Regions from separate parts of the Mus musculus genome. Here region 2 is linked to region 1. Evidence: chromatin contacts called from public promoter capture Hi-C data. All regions are on one chromosome and are shown on one strand. The core of a region is the stretch at or near the end of the contact, and the rest is flanking DNA. Distances in the headings are between cores, read along the strand shown. Region 1 holds the start of Pfdn2 (prefoldin 2). Region 2 holds the start of Cadm3 (cell adhesion molecule 3).

Region 1 (5,027 bases), core at 778-3,277:
AACAAAACAAAACAAAACCCAAATGGATTTTCTTGCCTAGTACTCTAGTTACGAAATGGAAAACTACTGTGCTTTTACAGATAGACGAGGGTAAAAGGTAACAAGAGAAATCATATATAAATAAGAAATACAAAGCAAGCACAGGTCATTCTGATTCTAGGCCAGGAAACCCTCCCAACCATTCCACTACCCGCCATTCCCTTGCCTACTTACCTGCCACATCCGAAATCTACACTACTTTGGACTCTCTCTCCAAACTGTGCAAGAAAAGTTCATTATGTGCAGAAGTTTGTAGTGTAGGGTTGGAGAAATGGCTCGGTGGAAGAACGATTACTTTTATAGCGGAGGACCTGGGTTTGGTTCTCAGCACCCTCATGGTAGCTAATAGGCAGTTATCAGAGGTTTTGACCACTCTTCTGGTCTCTGAGGGCTCCTGCACACATGTGGTATATGCACATACACATGCAAACACACATAAAGTCTCATTGTTTTGTTTTTGAGACTGTGTTTTACTCTGTAACCCAGGCTAGCCTGGAACTGACAGGGTAATCCAGGGGGATTATGGGTATGGGCCACCACACTTGGCTGTGACCAAGTTTAAGACAAGGTCTATTTCATTTACCTGTTCCTCTGGGTTAAGCAAAGCCAAACACAAGACGGACTCTCCAAAGCATTAGCATTTTTTCCTTCCCACTATGTCAGAGGCTACACCCTCTTCCATCTCCAGAATTCCCCTGCACTTCAGTTCTCCCTGAACACTTACTTTCTAACTCTTTGACAGTGTGGGTTTTAGACTCTTTATGCTGATGCTTTTACCTGTAGGAATTGTTCAACAACCAACTGACAAATGTACCTATGATTAAAATTACTCTTCTGGGGCTGGTGAGATGGCTCAGCTGTTAAGAGCACCGACTGCTCTTCCAAAGTTCAAATCCCAGCAACCACATGGTGGCTCACAACCATCCGTAATGAGATCGGACTCCATCTTCTGGAGTGTCTGAAGACAGCTACAGTGTACTCACACATGAAAGAAAGAAAGAAAGAAAGAAAGAAAGAAAGAAAGAAAGAAAGAAAGAAAGAGAGAGAGAGAGAGAGAGAGAGAGAGAGAGAGAGAGAGAGAGAGAGAGAGAAAGAGAGAAAGAGAGAAAGAGAAAGAGAGAGGGGGTGGGGGGTGGGTTCTGCCCTCTTCCGAAGTCAATCTTTGCAAAGAGAGCACACCGAGCAAGCTCGAGGCCAGCGTAGGCCACTTAGTAAGACCGTGTCTCAAAGACGAAATAATCCGAGCCTTTAATCGCAGTATGTGGGAGGCAGAGGCAAGCGGATCTTCCAGGCCAGTTTGGTCTACAAAGTGAATTCCGGAAAAGCCAAGGCCGGACCCGACCCTATAGCAACCCTCATCCCCACCTCCAAGACAAAACAAACAAACAAACAAACCACAGACTCCTTAGTCAAAATAATTTACGGAACACTAAACTGCTCAGAGTCTGAGTCACGTGGCTCTGCAGCGTGTTGGTGATGGTGAACACGGTTTTTGAGCCATGAACTACATAAGCCACTCACTGACTAAGAACAGCTTGGAATTCGTTACTAGATGCCACGCCAAACACCATACGCTCTTTAGGGTACCTCGGAGAGGGGGCAAACTACGATCCATCTTCTCAGAGACCTGGCCAACCCTCCCAGACCCTGCAGCTCAGGGCTTTCTCCCTTGACTACCCACCCACACCGCGGGCGTGCCTCTCCCCTACCTACCCAGGCTCTAGAAAGGTTCGTGATCACCTCCAGAGACCCCCTCTCCCCCGTGCGTGCCCATGGAGACCGTGGAAAGGACTAAAGGCCCCTTCGAGCCACAAATCTTATCTTCTACACGAATTCGACACCGCCCCGGGTGCCTTGTGCGCTCGCGGCTCCTCACCTGTTCCGCCGACACCGCCCCCTTCCCCGCGCCGCTCCCGCCGCTCTTGCCCACACGACCGCTGCTGTCCGCCATCTTCCCCACCTGCAAGCTTTCCGGCCTGCGCACTCTCACTGCGTCACATCCGGCCGGGGGGTTACCGCCCACTTGCTCCTGCGCTCCTGGCTCCTGGCAGCTCTTGAGATCCGACCCCGTGAATGGTTTTGGCTGTGTCTTCATGTAGGACCTACTCCCAAACCCTGCCCGCTGCGGTGAATTCCACCTGCGATGCTTTAACTTGTGCAACAGAGATTCTTGCCCGGGGGGGAGAGGCGGGGAAGGACGCGCTAATCAGAGGGCGGGGGCTCGGGTTGGGATCTGGTCCTGTACCCATCTACCCACCATGAGATGGTGGAGATCTAGGGAGGGTGAACTTTCCTTCTGAGATTCGGGTATAAGGGGAAAGATACGTGTTGAGTCTATAAAGCTGTGCAGGTGGCACAGCCGAGAAGAGAATTGGGGAAACGAGGAAGGTTCCATGAGATGACTTGAACTGCGGAAACGTTTGGCAAAGGAAAAAGGGCTTCAGTTTTAATGTGAGATCACTGGAAGTTGAGGTATTAAGGCACCGATCATAGTCGCCTCTCCCATTTTCCCATTTTATATCTTTTCCTAGCTACTAGTAGTAAAAAGTATTTTCGAAGCCTTGGGGGAGGGGATTACTGGCCAGGCCTGGAAATGGCAGAGAATTCTAGAAACTTACGGCTTGAAAGAGGGTTAGGTGTCCTGATTTCTCACCTTCTTCAGGCTGGGCTTCATCACCAGGCCTCCTCACCAACTCCTGTGTACCGGATACCGATTACTTCGAACCCCAGTACTTTGTACTCAGCCCAGGTAACATATTTCGTAATGTTCTCTCTCTGGCGCATAGCTGCTTAGTTCGTGTTTATTAACTTCATAGTGGGAGACAAAGATATCTCCAAACATGTAATGAGTGAACTCCAGTAGCTCTAGGGTTATTATGCTCTGTAAGAATGAAAACAAGTTGCTGGGGTCACCTGTAATGCCAGCACTCGAAAAAAAGGAGGATCAACCAGGAGTTTAAGGTCATCCCCAGTTACATAGAAAGGCCTGTCTGGGCTACAAAAGACCGTGTCTCAAAAAAGAAAAAAGTCAAAAGAAAATAAAGTTTCTGGCTCCACCCCCACTTGAGCCTCTGAGTTTCTCCTAGATAGAAAATCTGAGGATACTGCCTGTGTCATTCACAGGCCCAGAACCATGTCCTCATCAACTTCCTGGGAGCTGCCCCTGGTGGCTGTGTGCCAGGTAACATCAACACCAAACAAGCAAGAGAACTTTAAAACATGTGCTGAGTTGGTTCAAGAGGCTGCCAGACTGGGTGCTTGCCTGGCCTTTCTGCCTGAGGCATTTGACTTTATTGCACGAAACCCTGCCGAGACATTACTCCTGTCCGAACCACTGAATGGGGATCTTTTGGGCCAATATAGCCAGCTTGCCAGGTACAAGGGTAGGGTTTGGGGGGGGGGGGGTTGTGTGTGTAGAACTCCCTGTTGAGCAGTGTTCCTGGATTGCCACAGAGGGGGTAGAGTTGTGTGTGTCGTGTCCCCCCCCCCCCCCAGGGAATGTGGAATCTGGCTGTCCTTGGGCGGTTTCCACGAGCGTGGCCAAGACTGGGAGCAGAATCAGAAAATCTACAATTGTCATGTGCTTTTGAACAGCAAGGGTGAGACGTCATAGCCCTTAGTTTGCCTCTTCCCAGGCTTCTCTACCTTTCCTCAACTCAGATCTTCAGCATTTCTTTCTCAACTGCTTGGCCTTGGGGTTTTATGCTTCTGTTCTCAGCCTACAAGTTACTCTTTGGGAGAAGAGCTAAGCTGGACTTGTAGAGTGTCTGTACTGAGTATTTTCTCTCTCTCTCTCTCTCTCTCTCTCTCTCTCTCTCTCTCTCTCTCTCTCTAGGATCAGTAGTGGCCAGTTACAGGAAGACACATCTGTGCGATGTAGAGATCCCAGGTCAGGGGCCGATGAGAGAAAGCAACTATACCAAGCCTGGAGGCACTCTTGAGCCACCTGTCAAGACACCGGCTGGCAAGGTGGGAGTTTGGAAAGGAAATGGGACTATGTTGAAAAGTGGTAACACCCCCCATTGGTGCAGGCTAATGAAGGCACTCAGTGTTCTGTTGAATGGGACAGGGAAGATGAGTGGGTTGTTTCTCATTTCAGGTTGGTCTAGCAATCTGTTATGACATGCGGTTCCCTGAACTTTCTTTGAAATTGGCTCAAGCTGGGGCAGAAATACTTACTTATCCTTCAGCCTTTGGATCTGTTACAGGTCCAGCCCACTGGGAGGTAAGAGAATGCCTCTTCATAACATATAGGCCTCCTTTAACCTTACTTTTAGTAGTGGGAGCAGAGTGGTACAAACCTAAATCCAAGCACTTCAGTGGATAGCCACAGGTTCAAAGCCAGCATGCCTTGACTAAAAAAGAAAACAAAATAGAAGCTGGGCAGTGGGGGTGCACACCTTTAATCCCAGCACTCAGGAGGCAGAAGCAGGTGGATCTCTGAGTTTGAGGCCAGCCTGGTCTACAGAGTGGGTTCCAGGACAGCCAGGGCTACACAGAGAAACCCTGTCTCAAAAACAAAAAAGCAACCCACACCTTCAAAGAGTGGGGCATGGTGGTGCATGCTCTTCATCTCAGCACTGTGAGGCAAAGGCAGGCAGATCTCTGTGGGTCTAAGCCAGCCAGGGTTACACAGGGAGACCTTATCTCAAAAGTACAAAACACAAACACTCCTCCTTTCTACTTGATTTTCTTCCTTTTCATCTGGTGAGGAAATTCATTTCTTAGCTAGGTGTGAGTCATGTTAAAGAGTTAGTTATTAACTCTAGTTGGTTAGTGAGAAGATTGGGCCCACAGTGCCCGCTTCTTGTCACTTGCCTATTAAACGCTGTATGTTCTGGAGTCAACGCACGTCTCATCCTCAGGTGCTGCTGCGGGCCCGCGCCATTGAATCTCAGTGCTATGTAATAGCAGCAGCGCAGTGTGGACGCCACCATGAAACAAGAGCAAGTTATGGCCATAGCATGGTGGTTGACCCGTGGGGCACA
Region 2 (5,027 bases), core at 849-3,348, 2.0 Mb before region 1:
GCAGTCATCAGAGAATTAAGGACAGGCAGAAGGAGACCTCTGGGATGCAGCAGATGGAGGGAAAAGATGGTTAATTAGAGGACTTTGGGACTTAATCCCACATCCAGCCTACCCCCATTTAATTCACCTCCACACACACCCTTATCCTGTTCTACCTAAATCCCACTTACATGACAGCGAAGCTAAGGTTTCTTCTAGTTCAAATATAATACTCTTTATCCATCAAGAGCCTATAACAAGAAAGAGCCTGATTTTTCTCACCATGGCTGATAAGCTTGTTTTGCTCTGTAGTTAGGTTTTGTATTATTTTACCATGCCCCCTTCCTTTTCATATCGTAACTAACCTCATACCAACGTAGTCCCAACTCCATCAAAAAGTCATATCTTCTTTCAATCTCCACCTTCCTGGTCCAGTCTCCTCCCAGTCTTACATCCACATCTGCACATTCCTGCAATATTCACTGTCCTATCTCCTCTGCTTGGGTTTCAAAACAGTAGTGATGATCTCAGAAAGGTAACGACATGATTTGGTGTCACCAAGACAGGTCAAATTGGACCTTGTTCAATATTGCCTAGGAAGAAATAATAACCACCTAGACAGTCAGGACACATCCAAGAGGCAAGCAGATTTCTTCTATAGAAACTTTAAACTCCAGAAACAGCAAGTGAAAAATATCGGAGCAGACCCAGACCAGCCTGCAGGGGTGCCCTGAACAGTACTCTCTCAGCCCCAGATAACTGCCTGTCACTTAGACAAGGCTTTACTGGTTACGAAATATGTTCTGCAGGCTGTCCCCAGGTTCTTAGGTGACAGAGACATTGGCTACATCACCATAAAGAGTTAAGAAGCCTTGACATAAGGAAGGAAAGATTACCCAAACATTAAATACTAGCAGAGGAAAGCAGCACAGAAAATGGACTGGAGATGTTACTAGAACCACCCACATCCCACTTGTAGAATAAAGCACTATGTACTTTTCTTTACCATTCCTAATGCTGGATCTTTTATTTCTAAGTGAATGTAAAACCTGGATTAGATCTGCTAACTTCCTTTGGGTTAGATCAGGTATACTCTAAGAATTCTTGGCATACCTAAAATTCCCTGATTTCTAAAATTTAGAAATGTATTCTCCAAAGCTAAATTTCGACCAAACGAACCCAGAAAGATCCTTTTTTTTAAACACACCAAAACTCTTTCAGAGATAACCTAGAAGAACAGCAAACACTAGGGACTCGGGACTTTTTGAATGTGAGCAAGTTGCAAACACAGTCTTTCTCATCCATCTCCTCTATAGCCTCAGGGAACAAGAGCTGCATTACTCACTGCTTCTTGGTCTGTAAGAGGGTCTGTGAGTCTGGCTTTCACCCTGGGTTCTTACTAGCTAAAAGTTGAGAAGAGCCCCTGAAAGACCGAGCAGAAAGGATATTGAGAGGCTAGTTTCAGGAAAGAGGGTCTAAGACAGAGCACGGAGGAGGAAAATACCAAGTAACTTTACAGGATACTTCCTTGTTTAGTGTCTGGAATAACGTCTTTAAAGAAGGCTTGAAGGAGATTAGGTTCGGTGGCCTCCTGGGGTCGGCTTTGCAAGGGATGTTGCCTGGAACCACAAATTGTTGCTGGACAGTTAAGAAGAGGGTCTTGAGTAAGAGAACTACGGAGGTTTATGCTTAGGAGAATGCCTTGAGTAATTAGGTACCCTGGGGAGGCATCCTTGGTCACAGTGGAGAGGGGTGTCCTAGCTTTGGGGATCCCGGTTGCCTAAGGAGAAGGCGGGGCCGGAGGACCTCAGGCAAGTGGGCACGCCCTTGCCCAGGCCTGCAGTGGACTCTGTCGCCAGCTGGCCCACCGCCCTGTCCACCTCCCCTCTCTCCACCCCAAGCATAAGAGGGGTGCGCATGGGGTCCCACTTCTGAGTCAGCTCCCTCCCTTTGCTCCACACCCGAGTGATGCTGGAGGAGCTCCCGGGGGAGAAGATGGAAGGCACCACAAAAGCGCGGAGGGGGTGTGGGAGGCGAGGGGGAGTAGGGAATGCGGCATCCAGGCCCCCCCGCCACCAGCCCAGCCCCCCGTCACCACCCCTCCACCTCCAACCGAATGGTTTGCTCCGAGCGCCCTATTTAATCCCGGCGACTGCAGCAGCGCCGGCTCCCTCCCGGTACCCGCCTCGGCCCCGGGCTTGGAAGCCGCTCCGGGGTTGCCCCTTTGGACAGCGACGCCGGCTACCCAGAACCCCCGGCCCCAGTCCCCGGAGATCTAGGCTCGCCAGCGCCCAGCCAGGGAGGTGGCCAGGAAGCGCGATGGGGGCCCCTTCCGCCCTGCCCCTGCTCCTGCTCCTCGCCTGCTCCTGGGCGCCCGGCGGGGCCAATCTTTCCCAGGACGGTGAGTGAGGGAGGGGGCGGCGCCAGGGGAGGTGGCCAGTGCCCCGAGGTGGGGGTTCAGACGGGGAGCCGGGCGCAGGGAGCCTGTTGGCTTTGTTTGGAAGCGAGGGTTCAAGTCGCCAGCCTCTTGGAATACCCTTGTGTCTGTCTCTGAGCATCGCTGTCTCTGAGGACCGTGGGGTGTGCCGGCGTGTGCACCTCCTATGTACACGACCGACTGTGTATGTCTACGTGTGCAGCAGGGATGTGGATCTCGGGGGTTGCTGTCTATTTTGAGCAACCGGGGTCTGGATGTGTTGATGTCCGTGTGTGTCTGGGTGTGCGCGTCTATGTTGGTGTCTGGGGCTGCGTTTCTGTGTCAGAGTCTGTGTGTATGTCTGTGTCAGTGTGTGTTGGGGGCGGAGTGAGATTTGTCGCTGTTTCAGTCAGGGCGTGTGTTGGGTGTTTCTGTATGTATGTCTGTAGGGGTTGGGTGGCCAGAACGATCCCCAAAACTGCTGTATGCAAACATTTCTGCTCCCCCGCGCGTCCCCCACCCGCCGCGGAGCTCTGAGTGGGCAGGCAAGGGGGCCTGGGTGAGGCTGTCGAGGGGGGCGTGGGCAAAGGAGAGGGGGCTTCTCCTTGAAGCAAAACAACAACACAGGGCGGAGGGGGCCCCACTTTGGCTCTAGTCCTAGTGGTGCTAAAATCTGGGCAAGGAAACCTATACTTGGGTGCGGGGCAGCAAACGGAGAGAGCAAGATATTTGGGGAGAAGGATCTATGGGAAAACCAAAGCTTTCCTGGGCTGAACATTAATTTCTCCAAATTTAGGGTGGGGTAGCAGACTAGCCTCTTTGCCCCAGTCTAAAACTCAACCCTTCTTAGGTTTGTAAAGGTAAAGAGGTGAAGGAAGGGAGTGGGGGGGGGGGGAATGAAGAAAGGAGGCGGGGCCAGGGGAGAGGGGACTTGGGGAAGAGCCCCTCCCGCCCCAGGCCAAGCTATGTAGGTCAGCGCTGTGGGGGCACCTCAGCCTTCTTAGAGGCTGCTGGTGGTTAATGGGGTGGCTTGAAGAACTGTGTAGAGATAGGAAGAAAGACGCCCCAGCTCAGAGCCTCAGGTTCCCGGAGGAGGGAGGACCAGCAGTGGAGGGACTAAAGGAATGTATCCTCCTCACTCCCGCGGCCTGTCAGAGGTGGGCTGGGTGGGGGAGGGGAAAGGGAACAAGACCAGTGCGGAGCAAGGGGAAGTGGGGAGAGTAGAGGGAGGGTGGTGGCTATGCCCGGCCAGATGCCAACGGTGGGGAAAACCAGAAAGAACCGCAGGGGAGGAGAAAGGGGAGGCGGTTCCTGGGCGATGGACCCAGTGGCCAGCAGGGATGGGCACAGGGCGGGGCGGGGTGGAGAGAGGAGGGGTTGGAACTGGGGAGGATGATGTAGAGAATTTCATCTGAGGAAAGCCGGCTGAGAGCCAGGGTGCTGGAGGAATAATAGCTCCACCTTGCCTGACCTCCTCCCCTTACCCTGTCTCTGTCCTGGTAAAGAAGCTTCCCCTGGTAAGGGGGCCCTGGGGATCCCCTCTCTACAGTTGGTTGGCTGACTCTTTCCACTCTCTACTCCCCAAGCTCCCCAAAGGGAGTTCCTACTATCACCACAGAGATGGCAGTCCCTTCTCTTGTACATGGAATCCCCAGTCCCCAGAGGGCTGAACTGATGACCCCACTCACAGGGTAGATGAGCAGTCCTGGGGACATTGGGCTCAGTGCAAGGCAAAGACTGGATACTGGGTGCCTGTGCCTCAGTAATGACACTCCTATAAAGCCTTGACTTTCAGTGCAGCCCCTGGCTTCCCCATACTCATAACTGAACCAAAGAAAGCTAGTGCCCAAGCTACAATCTTTTGGCAATGCGAGCTATGGGTGCCAACCTTAGACCTGAAAAGAGAAAAAAAAATTACGTCAATAAGCTGCAGGGTCTTTACCTCTAGGGAGAGCCTAGAATAAACCTGCTCAGTGACCACATCTTCATATGCCCAATGCATGACTTCGACTTGGGAGCCTTATTTGATCTTAAAGTCCAAAGAATGAAAACTTATTATCTCAGCTTAGAAAAACAGGGCAGAAGCTTATAGGAAAGGACAGAAATCAGTAACTTTAGCATGAGGAATTGAAGAGTATGGGTCAGGAAGACAGGAAGGATACCTCTTTCAAAGAAAATTCAACCAAGCTTCCCGAACATCTGTGTAGAGTAGAGAGCTCCAGGAGGCTCTGATATTCGTGATATAACCATTAGATATCCTCTATTACTTCAACTTTGTACCTTGATTTCTGAGCTAAGAAGGTGAGCTCCAATGGTGGAATATGAATATACTCATGGATGGCCATTCTGGCCATCATCAATTGGGTGCTTCTAGTACCCCTGAGTTCACCTGGGGCTCCTGAGCAGGGTGCTAGATGATGCATAATTCGCCCTGCAATGTTTGACCCAAACTAGGATAGATGTGGCGTGAAGACTAAAGGACAAAATAACCCAGCAAGCTGATGTTTAGATGGTCAAGGATGCTATGATTGGAAGGCTAACTCCATTGAGAAGAAGACAAACAAACTTCATGTGCCTCACAGGCATCAGTCTCCCTTGGGCACAGCATAAATATTTCAAGTTCAGAAAGATG

Evidence for each region. Promoter capture Hi-C pulls out the DNA fragments that hold promoters and counts their contacts.
Region 2: a contact with region 1 is called in a promoter capture Hi-C map of hippocampal neurons, with 3 times the contacts expected there. The contact joins the promoter of Cadm3 here to the promoter of Pfdn2 in region 1. A contact is called at or near these places in 1 of 39 promoter capture datasets (hippocampal neurons) and 1 of 484 Hi-C or Micro-C datasets (cerebellum).

Annotation. Positions count from the first base shown.
Region 1 is chr1:171,342,675-171,347,701 of GRCm38.p6, reverse strand. Pfdn2 (prefoldin 2) reads right to left here and starts at 2,027. Exons shown (of 4, transcript NM_011070.4): 1 at 1,916-2,027. The coding sequence starts at 1,990. It overlaps Nit1 (nitrilase 1), which reads left to right and starts at 2,057. Exons shown (of 7, transcript NM_012049.2): 1 at 2,057-2,134; 2 at 2,702-2,788; 3 at 3,163-3,414; 4 at 3,535-3,638; 5 at 3,875-4,008; 6 at 4,139-4,264; 7 at 4,905-5,027. The coding sequence starts at 2,133.
Region 2 is chr1:173,364,766-173,369,792 of GRCm38.p6, reverse strand. Cadm3 (cell adhesion molecule 3) reads left to right here and starts at 2,098. Exons shown (of 9, transcript NM_053199.3): 1 at 2,098-2,380. The coding sequence starts at 2,299. It also overlaps a transcript of Aim2 not described here.